Linked DNA regions of Hordeum vulgare: region 1 is linked to region 2. Evidence: chromatin contacts called from public Hi-C data. All regions are on one chromosome and are shown on one strand. Each heading gives the region's core, a stretch centred on a gene start, on an enhancer-like site or on the middle of the called end of the contact. The rest is flanking DNA. Distances are from core to core; before and after follow the strand shown. Region 1 holds the start of LOC123451980 (mediator of RNA polymerase II transcription subunit 8). Region 2 holds the start of LOC123451973 (NADPH--cytochrome P450 reductase 3-like).

Region 1 (6,341 bases), core at 1,360-3,859, 210 kb before region 2:
TAGAAGTGGTCAACGGTAAAATTGCCTGTACTTTTTGTTGAGCTTGCCCCTGTAGATCTTGTAACTGAGGAACCGAGCTCTACAAGAAAATTGTAGATTTAGTGAGCACCAAAAAGTACCATGTTGGGGTAAATAGTGTAGAATATTTGCAAGACAGCAGTAGAAAATCATAAGAAATACGGTCAGGAAACCTATAACATTGTTGCCAATGCCACAAGCGCAACAAAACCTCTTTAGAACTGAAAGGGAAAGTTACCTTACCTGTGCTAGCATCCCAGCAGCTGATGGCCTCAGCTGCTGCTGCTGTTGCTGAGATGCTTGCATCAGCTTTTGCCTCTGCTGCTGTGGTGTCAGATGTTGCTGCGGTGAAGGGGTATTCATCATATTGGTGCCTGACCTAGGGGAGTTAGCATATGGCATTGGAGGAGTAGACACATTTTCAAAATTAGGGGTTCCGGCAGTTCCAGGCGATGGAGCAGATCTGCCAAGTAATTGTCCTCCAGATGCCTGCATGAAGCAGTATGAAGGTAACACATCCGATGACTAACATAAAGAGATCAGACGTATCATTGAATTCAGGCCAGTATTGCTATCATCAATCCTCAAAAAAAAAAGGTGCTCTAACAAACAATTAATACAGTGCACAATAATAGGGACTGACATCATATGATAATGATAAACCACTAAACAGGAAAACAACAGCTCGCAGGGAACATTACTGGCATGCAACAAAAAAGGAACTATGAGCAATAAGATGGATTCCGATTTCAATATATTGACAACTCCCATGAATGCTAATACTGATGCTACACAAACCTGCATTGGATTTCCCTGGGCGTTGACATTATTAGGTGAAAATGCTGGTGTATTTTTGGGATAGGCACCTGCAAATATAAATAGCTGTTAGATGCTGATACTGGAGCGCTTCCTGGCACACGCGTTTAACGCAAAAGGTTATGATGCACTTGATGTCAGCTAACCATGGCATCAAAAAATCCTAATAGAGCACGAAAAAATGTGCAGATATCACACGATCTAATCTTACCAGAATTATCACCAAAATTATGAGCCCCGTCTCCAGTAGCAAGTACTTCCATTAGATGGCTAGGAAGAGATGAATGCATCTGCCTCTGGTCTCCCGATACCCGCAATCCTGAGAGTCAGGCTATTTCAGCATTGAGGTTCCATAACAAAAATAGGAGACGCACATGAGCTATTAATTTGGAAGTCCTATAGGCATCAATATGTTTTCACCTTCACCATAATTTACTGCCGCTCTAAGTAGACTTTCCTGCTCCTGTATCTTTGCAGCTTGTGCCTTGTCCAACATAGGACCAAGATTTGCCCCCTGACGGGCTCCTAGACCATAACTCTTGCGGCACTCGGCAATTACTCTCTCAGCAGTTTCACACGCACTCGCAATCATCTCTATCCGAGCCTGAAAGAGCAGCAAATCCAATTTTATATAGCAGACAACCAACAGATCAATCAATAAGTGAAACAGGTTTGTATTTTCCGCATCAAGCACCTTTAACTTTTCCATTTGAGAAGGCACAGGTAGATTCGTTATTCCAGATAACAACTGTTCCCTCTTTGTAGTTTCCTCGACTTCCATCTCCGGTAAGAGCTTTGAGGACAGCATCACAGGCAGTACTGCAATACTCATACAGGTCAAACAGGAAAAATGATGTGATACTAGTAGCAAACGAAACAACTGTATGCATCGGAAAAAGTAAGACGGGACAACTAAATTGCAACGCATCAGAACAACCTATAGAAATGAAAAATAGCATTTTGGTAGTTGATTTGGTACTGATTTCTGTCACACTTATCTATCCCTGAAAAAAACTTACAACAACAACACCAGTATATGAAACTAGACAGGGTACTTCATATCAGATTCATGCCTAATTGAAACCGGTATATCTGAATCCATTCACAGAAACATCATGCACCGCGCTTAGGTCACCATGACTACAGAACAATTTTACTAGACACAAAGAGGAAAAGATATCACATGGCACATATATAATATCTAACTGAAAAAATATATTAGAAAATTCAGAGGAGCTCGCTCACTTGCAGCGTTCTCGGCGTTGACGTTCCTGGGGTACACGACGAACCCCTTGTTCACCTTCTTGATGTCCTCCACGATGTTGAAGAGCTCCATGCTCACCATGGAGAACTGCCCGAGCACGTCCTGCCTGCCAGCCACCATACCATACCATTCAGCAAGCAATCAATCGTGCATCAGTACAGTAACTAGCACACACCCGCCGGAGGATCCACCGAAACCCTAGGTGGGGGCTCCACCCCAGGCGGCGGCGGCGAGCAATGGGCGGAGGGGAAGGGAGGGGATGGGTGAGCCCGTACCACTTGGGGGAGGCGCTGGGGTTGACGCGGCCGATGGCGTCGAAGTCCTCGAGGATGCGGGAGATGGCCTTGTAGAGCCCCACCGCGCGCGCCCGCATGCCCTCCAGGTTCAACTGGTTGTGCACCTCCGCGTTCAGCCGCTCCGCCCGGGGAGCCGCCGGTTGCTGCTGCTGCTGCTGCCCTCCCGCCGCGGCGCCCGGTGCCGCCGCCGCCGCGTCCATCGCCGGAGTTGGGGGATTGCGGTGGGGCGGAGGAGGAAGGGGGGAAGCGAGGTTGAATCGGAGGGTGTTCGGATCGCCGGCGTCTGACAGGTGGGGACGATCCACTCGAACACTCAGCGGTCAGCTCCTCCTGACAGGTGGGGTCAAAAAAAATGCTTTCTTCAAGATTTAAAATAAGAAGTTTTGAACTCTGAGATGAACTGAAATTCCAAAATGCATCATTTTTCAATACATCTATCTATATCTATACCTACTAATAAAGCACATATTGCTTCTATCGTACGTCATTAAATTTGTTCCTAAAGTTCGCCAAAATTATCCACCAATACACCCGTAAGTGACAAAAACAATTCGTTTTTTGAACTTTGATTCGGCTCTTTCTTTCTAATTCTAAATTATGTTGTTCCGTATTTTATCACAAGCACATGGCTAGCCCAACTGGTTGGATGCGCGCTGTCCCACCCTGGAGACCCAAGTTTGATCCCGTACAACCCTTTTTGTTCTTCTATTTCGCACTTTTTCTACTTTTTTCCTTTCTCTTTTGCCTTTATTTCGATAAGCTTTGCACAAATGTTAATCATAGATTAAAGAAATGTCAAATTTGTAGACAAAAAAGTTCTTTTATATAAAAAAAATTGTACAGTGCGTATGGACAATAAATAATATATATATTTTTTATTTTGAAAAATATTGATCATGTATTTAAAAAAATTTAAATATGCATAGAAAAATGTTTCCGATGTATAGTCACTGCTCCTTCTCCCCTTAACACCGATGTAGGTCGGAATTCGCCTCCGAAACAACTAGGGGGTATGATGCTAACAAGGTGCTCGACGAAATTCCTCACCTGTTTTTTATGTGATGAAGAGTTTCAGAGTTTCCTGATAATGTAGCGGTTCGTACATACTTTTGCAGATGAGTTCGCTTTCTGAGATGTTTTTCGACAACTTATCATAGGATGTTGATGTCAATTTTGAGATGAAAACGATGTTGTATGCGGATATGATGTCAAATAAAAGGTTGAAGCATGGTGGCTCAATGTCCGAGCATGTGGTAGTTCGCTCGAATAAGCAAGTCGACCATGATAAGCTTATGTAGGGTTATTTTGGAGAGAATCCAATGTCTGCCCATAACATTGTCACGAAAGGTTACAAATGTGGAGGGGTTTGTTCATGTCACGGAAACTATTCTTTTAACTCGATCATAAAATATTTTTTGTAAACCTCTACACGTACCTGCCTGGTTAACTACATGCGCTCTCACAGCATCCTCCCATGAAGGATTTTATATCGTTGGGTCATCACAGGGGTTTGGACTAGGGCTGGGAATTTTGTTACTCTAGCATCCTTGTTCCACAATGGATCCAAAGACATATATGTGTTCTTCACATTGGGGGGTAAATGTGCCCTTCCTTATTACTTTGCTCTAAGTCATTCTCCTCCACTTCCGTGGAGGTTTCACGTCTCCGCCAACATTGTCGTTTCATTGATTCACTAGACGAGACTAGGGCACAAACTCATGCCCTATCCTTCGACACACCTTCTTCTCAAGCTAAGTGAACTTTGCACACATCCTCTATCTCTCCCTACACCGACTTCTTCTTCTCACACACATCACAAATCATTAACGATGGGAGAAACCAGTATGTCACCTTCATCGCCAACATGATCCCTTCACGAGCTATGCTTTGCTCTACTTTCCTCTATGACAAACTTTAGATTATAAGATCGACGAACCATTATTCATTGACAATACTTACACGCCTTCTTAAGCTAATTGAACCTAGCACCCTTCCTCTTCATCTCCTTTCAAACAGCTCACTCCGCCACTTTTCGAGGCCCCATCCCACACAGTTATCTCCTCACGTCCTTGCTCTTACTCAGTGAGTTCTTCTCACATGGTTGACGACGTGTGAGTCGGCCATCAGGTTGGGATGTCACACCAAATGACTAGAGAAACTTCATGTGAACCCTTGTCATCTCAATATCCCCTCTCCCTTCCCACTCCCAGCTAATCATCTCAATACGCATTAATGTGGAACGATCATAAAAACATCTCCAGTGAATCCCTTTTTCCCTGAAAAATTATGTTATAGGGTGATTTAGGTCAAAAAATGTGATGGGCGAGATCCCCTTTCCCCAACCTGTTGGTTATCACTAAAACACCCCAACTCACCCTTCATAGAGGGAGAGATGCAACCTCCCCTATACTCCTATCCACGTAGGTGGCAGCCAAGAGGCTGGTTTTTCACCATCTCGTGTCCCCTCACATGCAACCTCCCGATTCGACTGACGTGTAGCCTCATTGCTAGAGAGCACCACACCATCATTGGGCCCCACACGATCATCCCGGCCCCAGGTTTAGCCACTGCTCCTTCTCCCCTTAACGTCGGTGTACGTCAGAATTCGCCTCCGAAACAACTAGGGGGGGGGGGCATGATGCCAACAAGGTGCTCAACGACATTCCTTACCTGTTTTTTATGTGATGAAGAATTTTAGAGTCCGCACATAATGTAGCGGTTCGTACATACTTTTTGCAGATGAGTTCGCTTTCTGAGTTGTTTTTCTACAACTTGCCATTGGACGATGATGGCGATTTTGAGATGGGAACGACGGTGTATGCGGATATGATGTCAAATAAGAGGTTGAAGCATGGTGGCTCAGTGCCCGAGCGTGTGGTAGTTCACTCGAATAAGCAAGTCGAGCATGAGAAGCTTAGGGCCTCCACTATGTAGGTCAAAACCGGTGCCAAATTTACTTTCTAGTCTTTGGGCACCGGTGCCCTACATAGCTCAGCCGGAGCTACAAAAAAAATTCTAGGCTTCAGAGCAAGTAGATGCTCCGATGCCAAATTCACCAATGCTAGCTCCAAGGCACTGGTAGCTGTACTTGTTTATCAATTCCTTTGTCCAAATCGGTGTCCTACATTGTGGAGCTGGTGCCATAATTTTCATTGTGATGACATGCCACCTTTTTTATTAATATGGCGCCGACAACATAGTGGAAGGCCTTATGTAGGGTTATTTTGGAGAGAATCCAATGTTTGCCATGAAATTGTGAGGAAAGGTTACATATGTTGAGGGGTTTGTTCACGTCGTGGAAGCTCATTGTTGGTACGTCATGCAGAAAAGGGATGCAGTTGGTCAACTTGATCATAGTGATTTGAAGAAGGTTGCGTCATTCTTGTGCATGCTTGTACTCAATCCGTTTTTTTTAGTCTACATATAAGGTTTGGTTAAAGTCAAGCTTTGTAAAGTTTGACTAACTTTATATTTAAAAAATATCAACATCCACAATATGAAATCAATATTATCGGATGTGCCACGACATGTATTTTCATACTATATAATTTTAATATAGTAGATATACATATTATATATAAATTTGATCAAATTTTATGTTGTTTGACTTTGACCAAATTTTATACGCAGAGTAAAAAGAAACGGAGGGCGTATATGGAAATAAATTCTACGAGACCGGCTCTCAAAATTAGACCCACTCGAATGGTTGCCACGTGGCCTTTTACAATCTCGAAGCACGAATCCCACCTCCCATCAGTTTCCAAAAAATCCAAGTCCGAGGTGTCGATCCTGTTGTATTCTGATTGTTGGATGGCACATACTACGAGGGTGTTTGTTTCCAGGGACTTATTGGTTTTGGGACTTAAAAAAGTCCCTATAAGTCCCACCTAAACCAAACACTAGGGACTTATTGGGACTTATTATAGTAAATTGGGACTTATGAAATA
Region 2 (6,203 bases), core at 1,568-4,067:
TGTGAAAGCAACCCTTTCCCTCCAAAACTGCTCCATCCTTTGCTTACAAGAATCAAAGCTCCAAGACATTTCTTGTTTCAAAGCTATCTCCTTCCTCCCTTCAAATCTTCGCAACTTCCACTACATACCGGCTACTGGAACTGCTAGTGGCATTGTCACTGCTTGGGATGACAGCCTGCTTTTCTGCTCCAAGTTTCTTGCGTCAGATTTCTTTCTAACATGCTGGTTCGAATCACGGCTTGATGACACCAAGTTCGTGATCACAAATGTCTATGGCCCATGCGACTGTGCATCTAAGCCCACCTTTCTCCAGTCTCTGCTTGATCTTAAGCACCAAATTGATGGACCTTGGTCTATTATTGGGGACTTCAACATCACCCTGAGGCCTTCCGATAAATCCACTAGCAACTTCAATCAATCTGAAGCAAATCTTTTCTCCTCTACCATCAACTCTCTTCAGCTGCAAGACATGCCTCTCCTCGATAGGCGATTCACTTGGTCAAATCAGCAGCAAACTCCGATCCTGGTTAGGCTCGATAGGGCCTTCGCAAACGTCCCCTAGGTCTCAAAGTTTCCAGACACGTCGCTCTCATCGATAACTAGGACAACATCCGACCACGTTCCGCTGCTCCTTTCGGCGGCTACGTCTATCCCGAAATCTTCTATCTTTCGTCTTGACAGATCGCTTCTCAAATACCCTGTGTTTCTTGATAGAGTTGCGACAAACTGGATGAGTGTTGGGCCTTCCCACGCGCATCTTGGATCTGCATGCGCTATTGCGCTTAAGCTCAAACGTACAAGGAACATGGCCAAGAAATGGATGTCCGGTCGCAGATCTCCTCAAACGATTGTCTTAAACTGTCACGCCACAATCAACTTTCTTGACAAAATCGAGGAAGCCAGGGTGTTGTCCGCTCTGGAGTCTAGTCTAAGGACTCCAGTCAAGCTCTCGCTGCATCGACACAATGCCACCTTGGCCGCTCATTGGAGACAAAGGGCTAAGATTAAGGATTGCGTTATGGGTGATGAGAACTCGGCATACTTCCACATATGTGCCTCCATTCGTCACCGCAAGAACCAAATTAAAACTCTAGAGGTCAACGGAATCACTTTCAGTACCCACCGTGACAAAGAAACTGTTCTATGCAGTTTCTTCAAAAGCCTAGTCGGTTCAAACCCCGCTGTCTACACCTCTTTTGATCTTCATGCCTTGCTTCTCCCAAGCTCTATCCCATCATCGGAGGCCTCATTTCTTGCTCGCCCTTTTTCCCTTGAAGAAATCAGAGACGCCCTCTGGGCTATGAAAGACGACGCCAGCCCAGGGCTAGATGGTTTCGGCTCTGCCTTTTTCAAGGCAAACTGGTCCCTCGTCAAACATGACTTACAAAACCTCCTTAATGATTTCCACAATGATCAGGCAGACCTTAAGCGCCTTAATAATGCTTACATTGTTCTTCTTCCGAAAAAAGGGACGCCTTCAAACCAGAAAACTATAGGCCTGTCTTGTTACAGAATTGTACGGTCAAGTTAATCGCCAAGTGCCTTGCAATTCGTGCGAAGCCTCTCATTCACAACATCATCCACCATGAGCAAACGAGGTTCATCCAGGGTCGTGGTATCGTTGATAACTTTGTCCATGCGGCTGACATTGTCCAAACTTGTTTCAAACGCCGCCTCCCGGCCGTGGTGATTAAGCTTGACTTCCACAAGGCCTTTGACTCAGTATCCTGGGTTGCCTTGAACTCGATTCTGTGTGCAAAAGGGTTCCCCCTATCTTGGTGCCGCTGGGTGGATGAGCTAAACTCTTCGGCCAGCTCGGCTGTTATCCTCAACGGAAAGCCAGGGCCTTGGTTTCAATGCAGACAAGGTCTGAGACAAGGCGATCCATTCTCTCCCTACCTGTTCATTCTCGTCGCAGATGTTCTTATGCGCCTTATCATCCAGGCATCTGAGAATGGTCTCCTTTCTCATCCAATCTCGAGCGATCTGCCTTGTACTGTCTTGCAATATGCTGATGATACCTTAATTGTGCTTCCTCCGGACGGAAATCAAGTGCGGACCCTTAAGCTCATCCTTGATCAATTTTCCGAGGCCACCGGTCTCTCCATCAACTTTCACAAGAGCACTTTTGCCCCTATTCACGTTGATCGTGATCTCTCTTCCGAGCTTGCTAACATTCTCGGCTGCCCTGTGGCATCCTTCCCTCAGTCCTACCTTGGTTTGCCCCTATCTACCTTGGCTTTCTCATAATCATGTATCATCTCATAGTGTTTTTTTAGGGTTTTGAATCGTGCACTTTGGTACGAGAGGGCCCCAAGCATCCGTGACAAAAAAAAAAAGAGAGCGCATTTTTCTCTTCTCAAAGGAGAATTACGACCAAGTGGGCAGCTTGGCAAGCTACCCGAAAACAATCGGGATTTTTAAGAAAAAATAGAATTACGACGCCCCGTGACTGCAGACGCGTGGGACCAGGCCCCGGGCGTCCGTGATGACAAAAGGAGAAGAACAGCGTGTCAAATCCTTCCGTGATAAAATTCCACGGTCAAGCAGGCGACGCTGAAGCGTTCATCCTCCCCCGCCGCGACTGCGAGTAGGTGGGGTGGGGGTTGCCGCTGCCTCGCCTTCAAAGGCACCGTAGAGGTTGGTGGAAGGAACTTTCCAGCCCCCGGTCCGAACCTGCGGCCTCCCTCGGCCGCGCGTGTCACCGCGCCGCACCGCAAACCAGACCCGAGTTGACCGCCCCGCACCGCACCGCACCGCCACCAACCCCCCACCCGAGCTTAATAAAAACTCCCAGCCCCGTTCCGACGCGACAAACACAATTTACACACAAACACAAACCGCCTACGTCCACCAGCGGCACCGTTTCCCCTCACGCACGCACGCACGCCTCGATCCCATCGAACAGGCCGCCATGGACTCCGCCGCGGGGATGAGGGAATCGGCGCTGGACCTGCTGGCGGCGCTGCTGACGGGCCGGGCCCCGGCGGCGGCCGCCGACGGGGACGGGGGCCAGAGCCGCCGCCTGCTCGCGCTGCTCGCCACCTCCCTCGCCGTGCTCGTCGGCTGCGGCGTCGCGCTGCTCTTCCGCCGCTCCTCCTCTGGCGCCGCGCCGCTCGCCCGCCAGGCGGCCGCGGCCAAGCCCCTCGCCGCGAAGAAGGACCAGGAGCCCGACCCCGACGACGGCCGCCAGCGGGTCGCCCTCTTCTTCGGCACCCAGACCGGCACCGCCGAGGGCTTCGCCAAGGTACGCGCGCTCCTCGTCTCCGCGCCCCGCGCTCTCTCTGCCCTCGTGCCCCCCTTCCTCCTCCCCACCCGTGCAACAATCTGAACTCCTTGCTCCGCTCCTGCCAGGCGCTCGCGGAGGAAGCCAAGGCGCGGTACGACAAGGCCGTCTTCAAGGTGCTCGATCTGGTACGATCTCACAACCTCGCCGCCGCCGCCGACGCTACTTCTTCTTCTTCTTCTTCTTATTAAAGCTCCTCCTCCTCCCCACCCCTCGTCTCATAAGATAAGATTGATTTTGTCGGGATACAGGACGACTACGCCGCCGAGGACGAGGAGTACGAGGAGAAGCTCAAGAAGGAGAACATCGCCTTCTTCTTCCTGGCAACGTAAGGACCACCGCTGCCAATTTCCATCCGTAACTCTTACCGAATCCATTACAACACTAGCGGATTGCTTGCTTATTGCACCTGTTAAGCAAGGACCTCATGAATATTTATTTATGCAGAGACAATTGCTAATCAAACCAGCACTTACTATAGCTGGGGCCTGGGGGCAACCTTTTTTTTTGATCTAAACAGCTAAATTGCTGCTAATGGGTGTCGTTGTCGCTGTTGTAGGTACGGGGATGGTGAGCCAACCGACAATGCTGCCAGATTCTACAAATGGTTCTCTGAGGTTTGATTACCGACCTAGTAGTTTTGGGGGGTGCAGCTCTGAGCGTGCTTTTCTCGTGGTTGGTATTGATGGCTTCTTTGTTTGGTCGGACTACAGGGGAACGAGAGGGGCGAGTGGTTGAGCAACCTCCAGTACGGGGTGTTTGCTCTTGGGAATAGGCAGTACGAGCATTTCAACAAGGTCTGCCCCCCTGCCCTCTAAATCCATCTGATTGCATATATGCACTCTTACTTGTGACTTGTAAACTTACCTGCTCTTTTGCTTTCAAATGTTTCTCAACTAAAGGTCGGAAAGGAGGTTGATCAGCTCCTTGCCGAACAAGGTAAGCAAAAGCAGAATGAATGACCAATTCAATTTATCGTTGCTCAGTTCATCTAAATTTCAAATATTATGACACACTGTTCTTTTGAGAAATTATATAACTAAATAGGCCTGTAATGGTTTTGCCCTGTATAATTAGTTTTTGAGTTAGATGTTGTGAATCCTCTGGAACATGACTCCATCGTTACATGTTTTTTTCTAGTTTTGTTGTCCCCTTTGTCATCTGCTACTGGCTAACTTTTGTCGGTGATGTTTCTCCAGGTGGAAAGCGCATAGTTCCTGTTGGCCTTGGAGATGACGATCAATGCATTGAGGATGACTTCAACGCCTGGTATGTACTGCGATGAGCTTAACCTCGATCTGAACTTTTCAAACCAGGACAGTTGGTAGCCTTTCATTTTATCGGCTTTGTGCATGGTGGTCCTGTTTCTGCACATATCTTGATCTCAACTTTAGACCTTGAGAGTCTTACAAATCGAACGCTAACGGTTTGTTTGTTCGGCTACAGGAAGGAACTACTGTGGCCAGAATTGGACAAACTGCTCCGCGTTGAAGATAATTCTTCAGCAGCACAATCTCCTTACACAGCTGCTATTCCGCAATATAGAATTGTGCTTACCAAACCAGAGGATGCCACACATATCAACAAGTCTTTCAGTCTTAGCAATGGTCATGTCGTCTATGACAGTCAACATCCTTGCAGGTATGCCCTTCTTGCTTTTATGTGACTGGGTGCAAAACTTCTTTTCTTTTTACTATATGAGCGAACTCTGACCACACTTCTTTTCCAGGGCAAATGTGGCTGTGCGACGGGAGCTTCACACACCAGCTTCTGACCGGTCCTGCATTCATTTGGAGTTTGATATTGCAGGAACTAGCCTCACGTAAGCATACTGAAAAATGTAGCTCTATCAGTTTTAGGAGGTAATAACTAGTTTATGTGATTGTTCGTTAGACAGCTGATTATTCCTCATTTTTCATTCCAGATATGAGACTGGAGATCATGTTGGTGTGTACGCAGAAAATTCAACCGAGACTGTAGAGGAGGCAGAAAAGCTATTAGATTATTCGCCAGATACTTATTTCTCAATTTATGCTGACCAAGAGGATGGCACTCCACTTTTTGGGGGCTCTTTGCCACCTCCTTTCCCTCCCTGTACCGTGAGGGTTGCACTTGCCAGATATGCCGATCTGTTGAATTCACCTAAGAAGGTGAATATCCCTTTTTTTTGTGCGTATTTGTTCTCTCGCCGCATCCTATGTTTGTATCCATAAATATTTTCATTTTATTGATGGGCTGCTGCAGAGTGTTTTACTTGCTTTGGCTGCTCATGCATCTGATCCCAAAGAGGCCGAGCGGCTAAGACATCTAGCATCCCCTGCTGGAAAGGTTTGTTTGTAATCTAGGGCAAGTTCATACTCTCCGATAATAGTGTCATCTTTCTCACACGCATGAATTTCATTGGTCAGAAAGAATATTCTCAGTGGATAATCGCTAGTCAAAGAAGTCTCTTGGAAGTTATTTCGGAGTTTCCATCAGCGAAACCTCCGCTTGGTGTCTTCTTTGCAGCTATTGCTCCTCGCCTTCAGCCGAGATACTACTCAATATCTTCCTCACCAAGGTATCTTGTCTTTGAAATTAGTTCCCTATGTAACATAAGCACATTGATTAGTCAGTCAAGATTCACGATATCATATCATTGCAGAATGGCACCAACAAGAATTCATGTAACATGTTCACTAGTTCATGGGCAAAGCCCCACTGGAAGGATCCATAAAGGAGTTTGTTCCACTTGGATGAAGGTATACTCCTGTCTCTTCATAGTCACAGGGCAGAACTTTATTTCTATAACATAGTTACAAGCATGGAAACTTTTTGACCTTTGGCAAGATAATTGAACTTGTCCCCTATTGCTCACTTTGATGTTTGAACTCAATCCCATTTGCTCTATCTATCCTGAACATGTCGAGTCAACCCC

The links. Hi-C and Micro-C count contacts between places; a contact is called where the count stands out from the background.
Region 1: a Hi-C map of seedling shows a contact between it and region 2, with 3 times the contacts expected there. The contact joins the promoter of LOC123451980 here to the promoter of LOC123451973 in region 2. A contact is called at or near these places in 2 of 6 Hi-C or Micro-C datasets (leaf and seedling).

Annotation. Positions count from the first base shown.
Region 1 is chr5H:515,432,148-515,438,488 of MorexV3_pseudomolecules_assembly, reverse strand. LOC123451980 (mediator of RNA polymerase II transcription subunit 8) reads right to left here and starts at 2,609. Exons shown (of 12, transcript XM_045128553.1): 1 at 2,374-2,609; 2 at 2,080-2,204; 3 at 1,529-1,653; 4 at 1,255-1,438; 5 at 1,046-1,153; 6 at 817-884; 7 at 262-507; 8 at 32-79. The coding sequence starts at 2,594.
Region 2 is chr5H:515,223,367-515,229,569 of MorexV3_pseudomolecules_assembly, reverse strand. LOC123451973 (NADPH--cytochrome P450 reductase 3-like) reads left to right here and starts at 2,817. Exons shown (of 18, transcript XM_045128544.1): 1 at 2,817-3,247; 2 at 3,355-3,414; 3 at 3,538-3,614; 4 at 3,846-3,903; 5 at 4,000-4,083; 6 at 4,189-4,225; 7 at 4,486-4,555; 8 at 4,733-4,927; 9 at 5,016-5,108; 10 at 5,211-5,436; 11 at 5,531-5,614; 12 at 5,695-5,846; 13 at 5,931-6,027. The coding sequence starts at 2,915.